Linked DNA regions of Periophthalmus magnuspinnatus: region 2 is linked to region 1. A link is a contact called in public Hi-C data. All regions are on one chromosome and are shown on one strand. The core of a region is the stretch at or near the end of the contact, and the rest is flanking DNA. Distances in the headings are between cores, read along the strand shown. Region 1 holds the start of castor1 (cytosolic arginine sensor for mTORC1 subunit 1). Region 2 holds the start of vsig10 (V-set and immunoglobulin domain containing 10).

What was found. A called contact is a pair of places that touch in the nucleus more often than the background predicts.
Region 2: a contact with region 1 is called in a Hi-C map of muscle, with 10 times the contacts expected there. The contact joins the promoter of vsig10 here to the promoter of castor1 in region 1. A contact is called at or near these places in 2 of 2 Hi-C or Micro-C datasets (muscle and muscle and gill).

The regions. Positions count from the first base shown.
Region 1 is chr9:35,639,293-35,642,269 of fPerMag1.2.pri, reverse strand. castor1 (cytosolic arginine sensor for mTORC1 subunit 1) reads left to right here and starts at 1,313. Exons shown (of 9, transcript XM_033972754.2): 1 at 1,313-1,581. The coding sequence starts at 1,469. nipsnap1 (nipsnap homolog 1 (C. elegans)) reads left to right here. Exons shown (of 10, transcript XM_033972918.2): 10 at 13-107. The coding sequence ends at 77.
Region 2 is chr9:35,860,473-35,863,355 of fPerMag1.2.pri, reverse strand. It overlaps vsig10 (V-set and immunoglobulin domain containing 10), which reads left to right and starts at 1,440. Exons shown (of 9, transcript XM_033973005.2): 1 at 1,440-1,720; 2 at 1,796-2,137. The coding sequence starts at 1,672. LOC117376505 (G-protein coupled receptor-associated protein LMBRD2B-like) reads left to right here. Exons shown (of 18, transcript XM_033973004.2): 18 at 1-671.

The DNA.
Region 1 (2,977 bases), core at 64-2,563:
TTTTTCTTTCAGTTCCTCTGATCAGGAGAATGGAGTCTCGAATAATGATCCCCACAAAGACCTCACCCCTGCAATAACAGAGGAGAGGAACGAGAGGAACGAGAGGAGAGGAGAGAGAGGAGAGAGGAGAGGAGAGAGGAGAGACCTCACCTCTGCAATAACAGAGGAGAGGAAGGAGAGGAACGAGAGGAGAGGAGAGAGAGGAGAAAGGAGAAGAGAGGAGAGGAAGGAGAGGAGAGAAGAGAGAGGAGAGGAACAAGAGGAGAGGAGAGAGAGGAGAGGAGGGGGGAGAGGAGAGACCTCACCTCTGCAATAACAGTCTGGAAAATGAGAGGAACGAGGAGAGGAACGAGAGGAGAGAGGGGAGAAGAGAGAGAGGAGAGGGGAAAGAGGAAAACTTCAGGTCATTTTAAAGTCGTGTCAAGTTTTGTTTTTTATTGTGAAAGTGAATAAAATGTGATTGTGTTTGATTAAAATCGTCTAACACAGACGGTTAAACCTGCACCATGTGTTTTTATTCCATTAAAGCTGCATTATGTAACTTTTCTGGTGGAATTAGCCACTTGTTTGTCTCCATAAACTGTTCTGTTTAATTTAAAGATAAAATCCTGTTAAAAACATCCTTCTTACAGTGAGTGAGGTCGCCTCTCCACAAACCTGACCTGTAACCTGTTTGTGTGAAGACACGATTAATGCCACACTGTGGAAAATGAACCAAAAAGAACCTAGAGCACGTTAAATGTGTCTGTAGATTTGTCTGTGATGTCACAGCTTCTTCTTTAAACAAAAACAACAAATAAAATCAAACTTTGAATCACAGAAAATAATCACTGCAGGAGGACAATCTGAAGACAATCTGAGGACAATCTGAGGACAATCTGAGGACAGTCTGAGGACAATCTGAGGACAATCTGAGGACAATCTGAGGACAGTCTGAGGACAATCTGAGGACAATCTGAGGACAATCTGAGGACAGTCTGAGGACAATCTGAGGACAGTCTGAGGACAATCTGAGGACAATCTGAGGACAGTCTGAGGACAATCTGAGGACAGTCTGAGGACATTTTAACTGTACATTTTGAGTGCATTTTGGGGACATTTTTACTGCACATTTTAAAGACATTTTTTAAACAAACTGCAAACTCCCTCCACAATAAAAGCACATTCGCCTTTATTCTGAAGGGCATTTGACCGGAAGTGGTTCTGAACGGCTGTCCCACGTGCGCGGCGTGTCTCTTTAAGACAGGGGGCGTGTCCGGGCCCTGTTCATTTGCATATACAGTAGTTAAAAGGGGCGTGGGATGTTTTTTTTGGGTTTTGTGGAGACGCGCAGAGACGCACTCGGATCCTCAGACCTGGACACGCGGGTTTTCTCGTTTTTTAGTCATGTTTTGTCTCATGTTTGTGTCTTAAAACGCGTCGCTCGGTTCAGAAAAGCTGCAGGCGCCAGAGCTGCGCCGCTGCGGACATGGAGCTGCACATTTTGGACCACAGGCTGCGCGTCACCAGCCTCTCCAAGAGCGGAATAGTCAACTTTACGCATCCTTTGATTAAACTCATATTTCTGCGGAACAGGACGCGGTAAGACACGACTCCAGCGTTTCAGACGTGACAGAAGAAGAGTTGAGTCACGTAAGGCTGAAGGAGAAGCTCAGTGCACGCCTCCTTCAGTGTGTGTGTGTGTGTGTGTGTGTGTGTGTGTCTGTCTGTGTGTGTTTGTCTGCACATGCACAGTGACTCCTCCATGGCTCACTCTGCACAGAATCAAACATGCTCTAAATCAGCTGCTTTTTGTCCCTGCCTGTTTGAACATTTACATTTAAGGCTTTTTTTAAAAACATTTTGACCTTCACTAAATGTTTGAAGCACAGATTTCTCAGATTTCTCTCTTTGTGCATGTTCTTCTGAAGAATTAACACATTTAACACCATCACAAATCCGTCATGTCACGTTTATCCTGAAGTTAAACTCAGATTTCTGTTGGGTTGTCTAAATATTCTGAAGCCCAGTCGTGTTTTGAGCCTGTTACAGTTTAACATCCTCAGACTGACGTGTTCAAACTTTGATTTCTGTCATTCACATAAAACTACAGCAGTGTTTTGTGTTTTTACTCCGGTCCAAAGCTTTGAGCATTGAACTAAACTGTTATGAGTGGGTTTTTTTCTACTCAAATCTGCCTCTTCTGTCTCCAAATCACTCAGATAAATCTATAAATCAATAACAAAAGCAGTAAAATGTCTGTCTGTTGCTTTTTTCCAGTGATTCCACAGTGTTCAGGCAGGTGGCCACATCTCATCCCTGCATTAGCTTTTCTCCTAATCCCTGATATCCAGCCTTTGTTATGTAATTGTTTATTGCTTGGACCGACTCCCCCCTCATAGATGAGCCCCGGCTCTGGCCCCGGCTCTGGCCCCGGCTCTGGCCCCGGCTCTGGCCCCGGCTCTGGCCCCTCTTCTGGGATAACTGACTGTGGTTGAAGAGCAGCTGTTGTGTTCAGTGTATCACATCCGACTGTAACGAGCCGTTCGACCTCTGCGGCGGAATAATACGGCTGTTTGACACTAAAAAGACTCAGGGATTTAAACATTTACTATTTCACGACGACTGTGGGACGTGTTGAAGCGAGTGAAGAGTCTGAACCAGGGCTGGACCGTTTGGATTGAAAATAGTTTTAATTATAGGATCTGTTCAAAGTTTTACATCTTAAACACGAACAAACATAAAGATCACGTCGGATAAGAACGTGTTTGTGCAGATCTAAAGCACAAACTGAGCAGTTTTTATGCACAAAAAGATGCTGTTTGTGATTGAATTTTGTTGTTTGTGGAAGAAATGATGGTGACACTTTGTGATTTGCTGATGGTGTCGTTTCAAGGATCAAAATTAGAAAGTATCTCCGTGATTTGAACCAGAGACGGACGGCTTCACGGGGCCGATATTTGGTCTTTTTATCGTTATCAGCGTTAAATCTCCAGCA
Region 2 (2,883 bases), core at 191-2,690, 220 kb before region 1:
TGTGTGTCCAGACTCTGTGTCCAGACTCTGTGTGTCCAGACTGTGTGTCCAGACTCCTCTGAGTCCAGACTCTGTGTGTCCAGACTGTGTGTCCAGACTCTGTGTCCAGACTCTGTGTGTCCAGACTGTGTGTCCAGACTCCTCTGTGTCCAGACTGTGTGTTAAGTCTGGACGTTTTCTGTGTCTCAGGCGACACATCAGTGATTTAATAAAATTAACAAAAAAAACTTTCTTTCTCATTAAATGTGATACTTTTGTAAGTTTTTGTAAATTTTTGTGATTCTTTGTTTTGCCTTAACGACGAATGAGACAAAAAACAAACACAAATATTTGATCCAGAGTCGTTCAGATTTTTAACGATTTAATTAAATTTTTGGTCCAGACTCAGTGAATCAACCTGGAAATATTTGTACATAAAGTTAAAAAGGAATCATGTAAATATCATTCAAATGTGACCGATGTGTGTTTATGTGTGTTTATGTGTTTGTGTGTGTGTTTATGTGTGTTTATGTGTTTGTGTGTGTGTTTGTGTGTCTGTGTGTGTTGGTGTGTGTGCGTCTGTGTGTGTTTGTTTACACTGTTTTCAGATTGTGCCTAAACTTCATTTATTGTCGACATTTTGACTTGTTCTTTGTCTTTATAAATAATTTATTAAAATGCAGAATCATTTCAAACATGTGATCACGTTTTTGTGTTGATGTCACACACGTCCTGTTTCCCCAGGTCTTTTTTTAATGGACAAATACAAAGAAGACATTTAAATAAACAATAAATAACATAAATAACATAAATAAATAAAAAAAGAAAAATAAATAAATAGACAGTAAGGATAAAACACACATGTAGTAATAATAACATGTAATAATAATAATGTGCCTTTTGACGGACAAATACAAAGACATTTAAAAAGATATATAAATAAATAAGTAATAAAATAAAAATACATTTATCTGGAATCTTCTGTAGAATGCCTTTAAGCACATTTCCATGGGGATGCACACTGCCAGACCAAGTTACAGGTCAGATCTGTGGAGAGGCGAGCCGCTCACAGTAAGAATACATGTTTTTTTTTTAGTCTTTTTGAGTAAAAAAAACCCTGTAAACACAAGGTCAGAAGTTTATACCATGGAACAGACAACACATCCCACAGACACAGTGTAAACCCTTGTGTCTGTGGAATGTTACAGACTTTATACTTTATAGAATGTTACAGAGTGCAACTTTAATGAGGCTGCACAGACTCAGACCGTGACCACATGAATCAGGGACAGATTTCATTCACTTTTCATTTCTTTCGTGGGATTTCACCAGTGAAACTCCAGTCCAGGAGCCAGTGCTGCCACAGCCTAAAGCCCCACAGGTGACTCGAGTGGAAATGCCTGTTGCCCTGCTCCTTTAAGCAGGTATCATCAGGGTGGGGCTTATTCGTGTCCAGTTTTTGGAGCAGCTGCTAAACTCTGTCCGCCTTTTACGCACGGACCCAAAGCCTTTACGCACGGGCCCAGACCTGTCCCCGTGACCCTGATCCACTCTCTGAGCTGTGCTGCGGTGTCCTGTGTCACGGGTGGAGGCATGTCTGTTCCACAGCGCTCACCTGCGCGCACACAGGTGGAGTAGTCAGACAGGTTTCAGCCGGGAGCCTTTTGTTTACGCGCGTGAGGCGATGTCACCATGAGCGCCAGAGCTTTTCCTTTTCTGCTGCTGTGTTTCTGCTCCACAGGTGAGTTTTACGGCACGTTTAGCTCAGGCTTTGCTGTGTCACGCGTCCTCAGTGGGTTTCGTGTGTGTTTCGCAGCGGTTTCAGGTGAAGAATCCACGGACTCGGTTGTGACAGCGGCTCCTGGAGACGTGGCTATACTTCCGTGTTACAGCGCAGGGAACGTGACTCCAGCCGTGACCTCGTGGATGAAAAATGGAAAAGAAATCATCAGTGGAGGTGTTTCTGCGCCTCTGAACACGTCAGGCGGTCCCGGGAGCCGTGAGAGCCGTGGGAGCCGTGAGAGCCGGCTCTCAGTGCTACCTAATGGGAGTTTGAGCATCGGGGCCGTGGAGGTCGGAGATGAGGCGGTGTATCTGTGCGCCTCCACCCTGCCCGGGAACTACACCTACCACGCCAAAGTGCAGCTGCAGGTGGCCAGTGAGTCCAGAGTTTTACACTTTTACACTTTTACACTTTTACATTTTTCATCAAAACAAACGTGCTCTGGTGTAAGGCGCATGCGCAAACAAATCTGGACCAGAGACAGAAAAGGCCACAAGAGAAACAAGTTTATCAAGTAGAACATTTAAAAAACATAAAACATCAGAGTCTTTAAATGTGAAGGAGCCGTGTTCACTTTGTGTCCAGATGAGTCTCTGCCTCGGCTCTTCTGTAATTATAGGTTTAAACTAAAGCTGAGATCATTCATGACGATACGATACGGATCTCGATACTGTACTTTTTCGATTTGATACAATACGATTCAGTGAAAAATCTCGGCTTTCGTGACCCTTAATGATCAGCTCCATTTTCACAAAAATAAACATTAATGCAGCTTTTATGTTTAATCAAGATGAATAAACACAAAGTCCATTTTGTTTTGTGCTTTTTTACCAACGATAAAAACACATCAGACTGTTCCATGTGTCGGTTTTATTCAGTTTATACGAGCTCCACATTTACACAGAGACATGTGCAGTTTAACCACACAACATCGACTAAAACAACATCGACTAAAACAACTGAGACTAAAAGTCTGAGTCAAACCAAAGTTAATATGAAATAAACCTTTTAATCAGAACAGTGAATTAAACGACAAATGTTCTGCATAAATGAGTCTCTTTACTCAAAACAACACACAAAAATATAACATTGACAGAATCATTTGGTAAAATATACAAAAA